2 separate regions of the Triticum aestivum genome follow, and region 1 is linked to region 2. A link is a contact called in public Hi-C data. All regions are on one chromosome and are shown on one strand. Each heading gives the region's core, a stretch centred on a gene start, on an enhancer-like site or on the middle of the called end of the contact. The rest is flanking DNA. Distances are from core to core; before and after follow the strand shown.

What was found. A called contact is a pair of places that touch in the nucleus more often than the background predicts.
Region 1: a contact with region 2 is called in a Hi-C map of leaf, with 9 times the contacts expected there. The contact joins the promoter of LOC123077889 here to the enhancer-like site in region 2. A contact is called at or near these places in 2 of 5 Hi-C or Micro-C datasets (both in leaf).

The regions. Positions count from the first base shown.
Region 1 is chr3D:136,764,991-136,767,987 of IWGSC CS RefSeq v2.1, forward strand. It overlaps LOC123077889 (cyclin-A1-2), which reads right to left and starts at 1,385. Exons shown (of 11, transcript XM_044500246.1): 1 at 967-1,385; 2 at 1-117. The coding sequence starts at 1,194.
Region 2 is chr3D:136,446,072-136,448,983 of IWGSC CS RefSeq v2.1, forward strand. No RefSeq gene overlaps it. Among protein-coding and RNA genes, the nearest start is that of LOC100125714, 74 kb to the left of the region's middle. Within about 2 kb of position 1,265, at least 4 of the 8 cell types and tissues checked have an H3K27ac peak or open chromatin away from gene starts, as enhancers often do. A contact at or near this core is called in leaf, where this site is marked.

The sequences.
Region 1 (2,997 bases), core at 135-2,634, 320 kb after region 2:
AGGAGCTGGCTTGGTGAAAGCCGATTTCACAGCCGAGCCACGATTTGCGCTTGCATTCCGAGCACTTGGCAAAGCTCCCTTCTTCACAGGTGCAGCTGAGGTAGCTGAATTCAACCTCTGCATTACAAACTAGAAAAGGTAAATAACCGATTCCAAATCTCTTGCTCTCACGCATGCATCAGTAAGCACAGTTTGAATTACAAATTGTACAAATAACAAACATGGATAATACTAGTATGATATTAGAAAATTCCAGAGTAACTTTATGCTAAACTGTTCTAGGGCAGTGTAAGATTTTAACCATAAACGCTCAGCAAGAATTCTTGCCAGAACATGAGCCAAACTCCTGAAATATGATCCGCAACAGAAAGAGCAGTACTGGTAAAGGCGCAAAATTGAGTGGACATAGCAGCCAGAAACGCACAGAAAAGAGGCATCAAAATTTGGGAAAAGTGGAAGATTAGCAATCGCAGAGTATGTCCCAGAAATGGAAAACAATACAAAGCAAAATCAATTTTAGGAAAAGTGGAAGATGAGAAATCCATGAAATGGAAAACATCACAAGCCAAAATCAACCCAGAAACATTGTAGTTTCAAGAGCACAAAACACGCTGCTGATTGGGTACAAGAGGCAATAAATCGCAGTATGTCCTCTGATACCAGAGAAACTACTAAACGTTTGACATATCGCCCCGAAGGATGGACAACACATCCAAATCTCCGCATCGAGGATTTTCCTATCCGAGGAACAGGGCAATGCACTTGATCCATCCGTAGAGCCCCATGGGCAGAAGCAACAGCAGGAGCGACTGCAACCTGCGCTCGTGCCCTCTACAGGGGTTCCAACCATAGCCATTCAAAATTCAAATTAAACCGGCCCACGATCTCAACCCCAGACGGCAACCATTTCATCCCACAACAACAAACAAACAAAAAAGGCAATCCCTCAGGGGTTCGGATCCGTACCGCATTGCCCGTCGTGACGACCGCGATCTTCCCGCAGCCGGCCCTGCCCGCGGCCGCCGCGGCGACGTTGGTGGTGAGGTTGCCGAGCGCCACGCGCTTCTTGGCCTGCTGCTGCGCGGCCGCGGGGCCCGCCGCCGCCCTGGCGCCCTCCGGCACGGCCGGGCGCTTCGCCGTCGAGGTCGACATCGCCGACGAGAAGCGGCGGGGGGCGGCGGAGTTGCTCGACATCGGGGCGCGGGCGTGAGGGCGGGGGAGGTCGCTCGCTGCCACCACACAACCACCGACCTCGCGGAGCACTCCGTGGACCTCGGGTGGGATTTGTAGGGGGGCAGCGGAGCGGGGGAGGGGAGTGGCGAGGGTTTGGTGTCCCGGCACGACAGACAGAGCCCTGGGGTTTGGGGAGGGCGACGGGGGGAGAAGAAGAGGTGGGGGGAAGGGGGTGGCTATATTAGGAAAAACACCCTGTCCTTTCAAAATAGTTTCCTGCCTGGGGGCTACTTGCCTATTTAGGCTGCCAATTAACTAATCGCTTAAAATTCAAACTGCCCTCTATACTGGACTTGACACGGACTTCTTTTTTCTTTTCGGGTGAAATAATGTATTACTCAATCACAAGGTTCATACAATCAATCACTGCAAACTCCAATGCCTCTGACATGTACCTCAGTACTAGGATTTTAAGTTTTTTTTTGTGGGGAGGATTTTAAGTTTGTTGGGCGGAGTGCCAACGGAAAAAATGTAGCCTGGATTAAACTTACACTGTAGTGGTAGTTACTTAGGGACGTGAAGTGAGATTCACTTTAGCAAGAGAAAATAGCATTACTATATTATCTAAGAAATCGTAGTACTATATAGTTTAGCTCTATTCATACAAAAATTGCACATCGGAAAATGTCGCGCGGATTAGTTCAGGCCAGATTGTGTCACAGCAGAGTTCTTCTTTTGAAACTACTAGTACTACTGTACTGCGTGAGTTAGAGAACCAAGGCCGCTGCTGCCATGCATGTGTTTATTGCCGTTACAGATTGCCCCACGGCTCTCCCATTCAAATTTCGAAATTTGAAATCTGCGTGCGGTGGGGTTGGGGTGGGGGGCTCCTTTTGTCACGGTGCAATATAGGGAAGCGCTCGATGCACAACACTCCTCCTAGTACTAGTACGTGGCATGATATCCAACGCGTCCATCCAAATCCAAAGAAGAAAGAAAAGCGCCCTTCCACATTTTCTTTATTATTTCTTCAAGCAGCGATAACTAATTACGGGATTAGTGTCTAGTGTAGTGGAGGGAAACTGGCGTGTTTGAACCTCCAACAGATCGCGTCCGTCCGTCAGGACGGCAACGGCATGCATCCTGGGGGAGCGTGCGTGCGCTCGAGGTCAGGGGGGAGCGGGTGGGCCCCGTCCGTCGGCTTTGCTTCTCCTCGCGGTTTGAACTTTGAAACGCTGATGCGCGCTGCCCTCCTCCTCACCGGCCACCAACGGGCCGCAAACCGCACGTGCCACCAGCGGGGCTCTGGACTCTGGACGGAGGGCTTTGGGTTTTAAATTTTTTCGAACCGGTAGTCCGAGTTCTGTCCTAGTAGGGCTGGAAAGCATGCAAAGATCTCGGAGTGTGCTGTGCGGGCGAAAAGCCACTGTATGGACTAGGCACTACGGTAACGTCACAGTAGGCAAGGTAGGAGTGGGGCCCGCATCTGTCTGCTGAACTACTGATGCTGCCTCCGGGCTAGCAGGTAGGTCCGTGCCATTTTTGGATCCGGAAGCTAATGCTGATGCCGTTGCTGTCAGTGACCGTTCAGTCATGCCGGCCCGTACTTAGCATTCACGGCTAAGTCAAGCGGGAGCAAACGTGGCTGCACTTCAACATGGCCGGCTCATTAGCCGCAGTGATGCTGCAAATACAGAGAAGCGATTCAAATTAGCCACATCGTGTGGTTTGACCAGCGAGCTCGATCCCGACACTTTTTATTCGCACTCACTCCCTCGGCATCTCGCGCTGCAGGTGAGAGTGAGACCAACCCTGTCGCCGTTG
Region 2 (2,912 bases), core at 15-2,514:
CTATTATACAGAGCCGAATATAGTTCTTTTATTCAGAAGATTGCTTTGAAGTATTCAGGAGGAGGAACCTGCCTTGCAATGCCGAAGACAACCCGCATGCCGAATATATCATCATTGAAGATCGGTTCAGGGGCTAATGAGGGAGTCTTGGATTAGGGGGTCCTCGGGCGTCCGGGCTATGTGATATGGGCTGGACTGATGGGCCGTGAAGATACTAGGCAGAAGACCTCCCCCCCTGTCCGGATAGGACTCTCCTATGCGTGGATGACAAGATTGGTGTTCGGATATGTAATTTCCTTCCTCTGTTTACCGACTCTGTACAACCCTAGGCCCATCCGTATGTATATAAACAGAGGGTTTAGTCCGTAAAGGCTATCAGAATTTACATAGGCTACCCGAGATCGGCCGGTTTTGACACCGACACCCCCCCCGTCCCGCTTCCAGCTGCGTACGCTTCAGTCGACCTAACTAGCTTGTTTCAGCTTGGGAAGGTCCTAGAAATATTTTCCAAACCGGTATTTTTTTGTTCTTTTGTCTTATTTTTCATTTCATTTTTCTTTCTTTTCACCTTTTTCCTTTTTTCTATTTTGTAAAACTTTTTTCAAATTTGTGAACATTTTTCTATTTTTTTCTCGAAATCATAAACATTTTTTTAATTAGTATTTTTCTAAAATCATAAACATTTAATAAAATTGTGATTTGTTTTTGAAAACTTTATGGTATTATGGAAATTCTGAATATTATTCATAAATTAATGAACATTTTCTTGAATCGACAAACTTTTTTGAGTCAATGATTTTTTTCTGTAAATTTGGAACAATTTACAGTAGTTCGCGAACAGGGTTTGACTTTTGCGAAACATGTTAGAAAAATCATGTGTATTTTCTGTATTTTTGAACATTTTAATAATTTAAAAACATATTTTGGATAAGTTAATATTTTTTATGAAACCATAAAAATTTCTTAATACACATTTTTTTTGTAAATTCATGAACATTTTTGAATTCACTATTTTTGTTTGACACTCATTAACTTTTTTAAATATGTGAACATTATTTTAATACATGAGCATTTTTCCTGATCACTTTTAATTTTTTTAAGAATAATGGTATTTTAGAATCTGTTCGTAATCCCAAATTATTTTAACAAAGAATAAAAAATATTAAACAGTAAATAAAAATAAGAAACAAAAAACACAGTGGGCGTCCAACCCCGCACATAGGCTGGCCCAAAGTGGCGCGCCGATGGAAGGGAGAGGGTGCGCGTTGGCTCGGTCGACCGCACGCACTGCGCTAAATAGGGGGAGCTCCTATACGGCGCTTTTAGCGCCGCTCCGCTGCTGGCGCCCACGCGCGACGCCTAGCGGGCCGGCCCAGCAACCTGCAGAAAAAACAGACGCGAAGAGAAAATTCACCCAATGGCTTACCTGGGATTCGGACTCAGGTCCAACAGCTGAAGACTTGACGCAACAGCCAATGGACCAATAATACTTTGCTGATTACAATCCGAAAACAGTTCTATTTAACAATTGTTTTAGTACAACACTGACTACATATAAATCATTTGAAAAAATAAAAACGTGAAATTGGGAAATATCATAGAGTTGCTATAAAAAATGTTCGCCTGTCTGACAAAATAGTTCAAAATTTGAAAAAGTTCATGAAATTCGAAAAAAAAGTTCACCAAATTCTGGAAAAGTTTCATGAACTTTAAAACAAGTTCATCGATTTTATAGAAAAGTTCACAAATTTGGAAAAAAAGTTCATCGAATTTAGAAAAGTTCATCAAATTTGAAAAACTGTTCACCGATTTGAAAACCTTCATCGATTTTGAACAAAGTTCATCAATTTGAAAAAGGGTTCATCAATTTTGAAAAAAAGTTCATTGATTCTCAGAAAAAGTTCTTCAAATTTGGAAAAAACTTCATCGATTCTCAAAAAAAGTTCTTTGAATTTGAAAAAACTTCATCAACTTTTAAAAAATTGAAAAAGTTTCATCAATTTTTTAAAAAAAATCATAAACCGACAAAAAGTTCATCTGATTTTGGATGAAAAGTTGACAAACTTTAAAAAAAGTTCACCACTTTTCATAAAAATTCCTTAATTTGGAAAAGGTTCATGGATTTTGGAATAAGGTCAACGTTCTTCACTGCGCGTACCAAGTGTAATCTATTTGGTTACCTAAAAAAAGTGTAGTCTATTTGGCGCTGAGGATTCGGGTGCAATCAATCCCAGCCTGCTCCCTTTTTCTTTTTCTTTTTCTTTTTCTCTATTTCTTTTAAGTGTGCGCTATTTGGTCGGTTTGTTACTGTGGACGCTCTAGGCTACAGCTCCTTCAGTCTCGTTGTAAGTGAGACATAGCTCCCGTGTGAGGCAACCGTTTGTCTCGCTATAAGCTAGATATAGACACGCCCGGTGGAGAGGCCGAAGTCCGTGTCCGATTTTCGACAAATTCAAATATATAAATTCTCGATTTGGATTCGCTCATTCCATCTTTTTGGATTGAAGGGGAGAGGCAAAAGCAAAATGCGAACTAAAACTTGAAAATCTAGCTCTCACTTGGCACAATAGACTTGTCACCTCATTTGACTGTCACAAAAGGTTGTGTGTTGTGCGTGAGAGCGTTCTCACACGATAGGACTTCATTTCTTGAATTTACTCTGGGTTCGCACACGCAAATCATGTGCGTTGACTCTTAGGTGTTAATTACTCCGACGAACTGATCCGAGGACTCAAGCCTAGCACTACTGCTATTCCGTTTCATTTTGTTCCAGGTACACTATGTCACTATGTACCTTCTGAAGAATGGAGCAGGTTGTATCACTAGTGTTCAGAAACACAACGCAGCTGAACGATTATTCAGTGAGGAGAAACACCCACGACAGTTCTCATTGCGTTTTGATGGGGATAGTT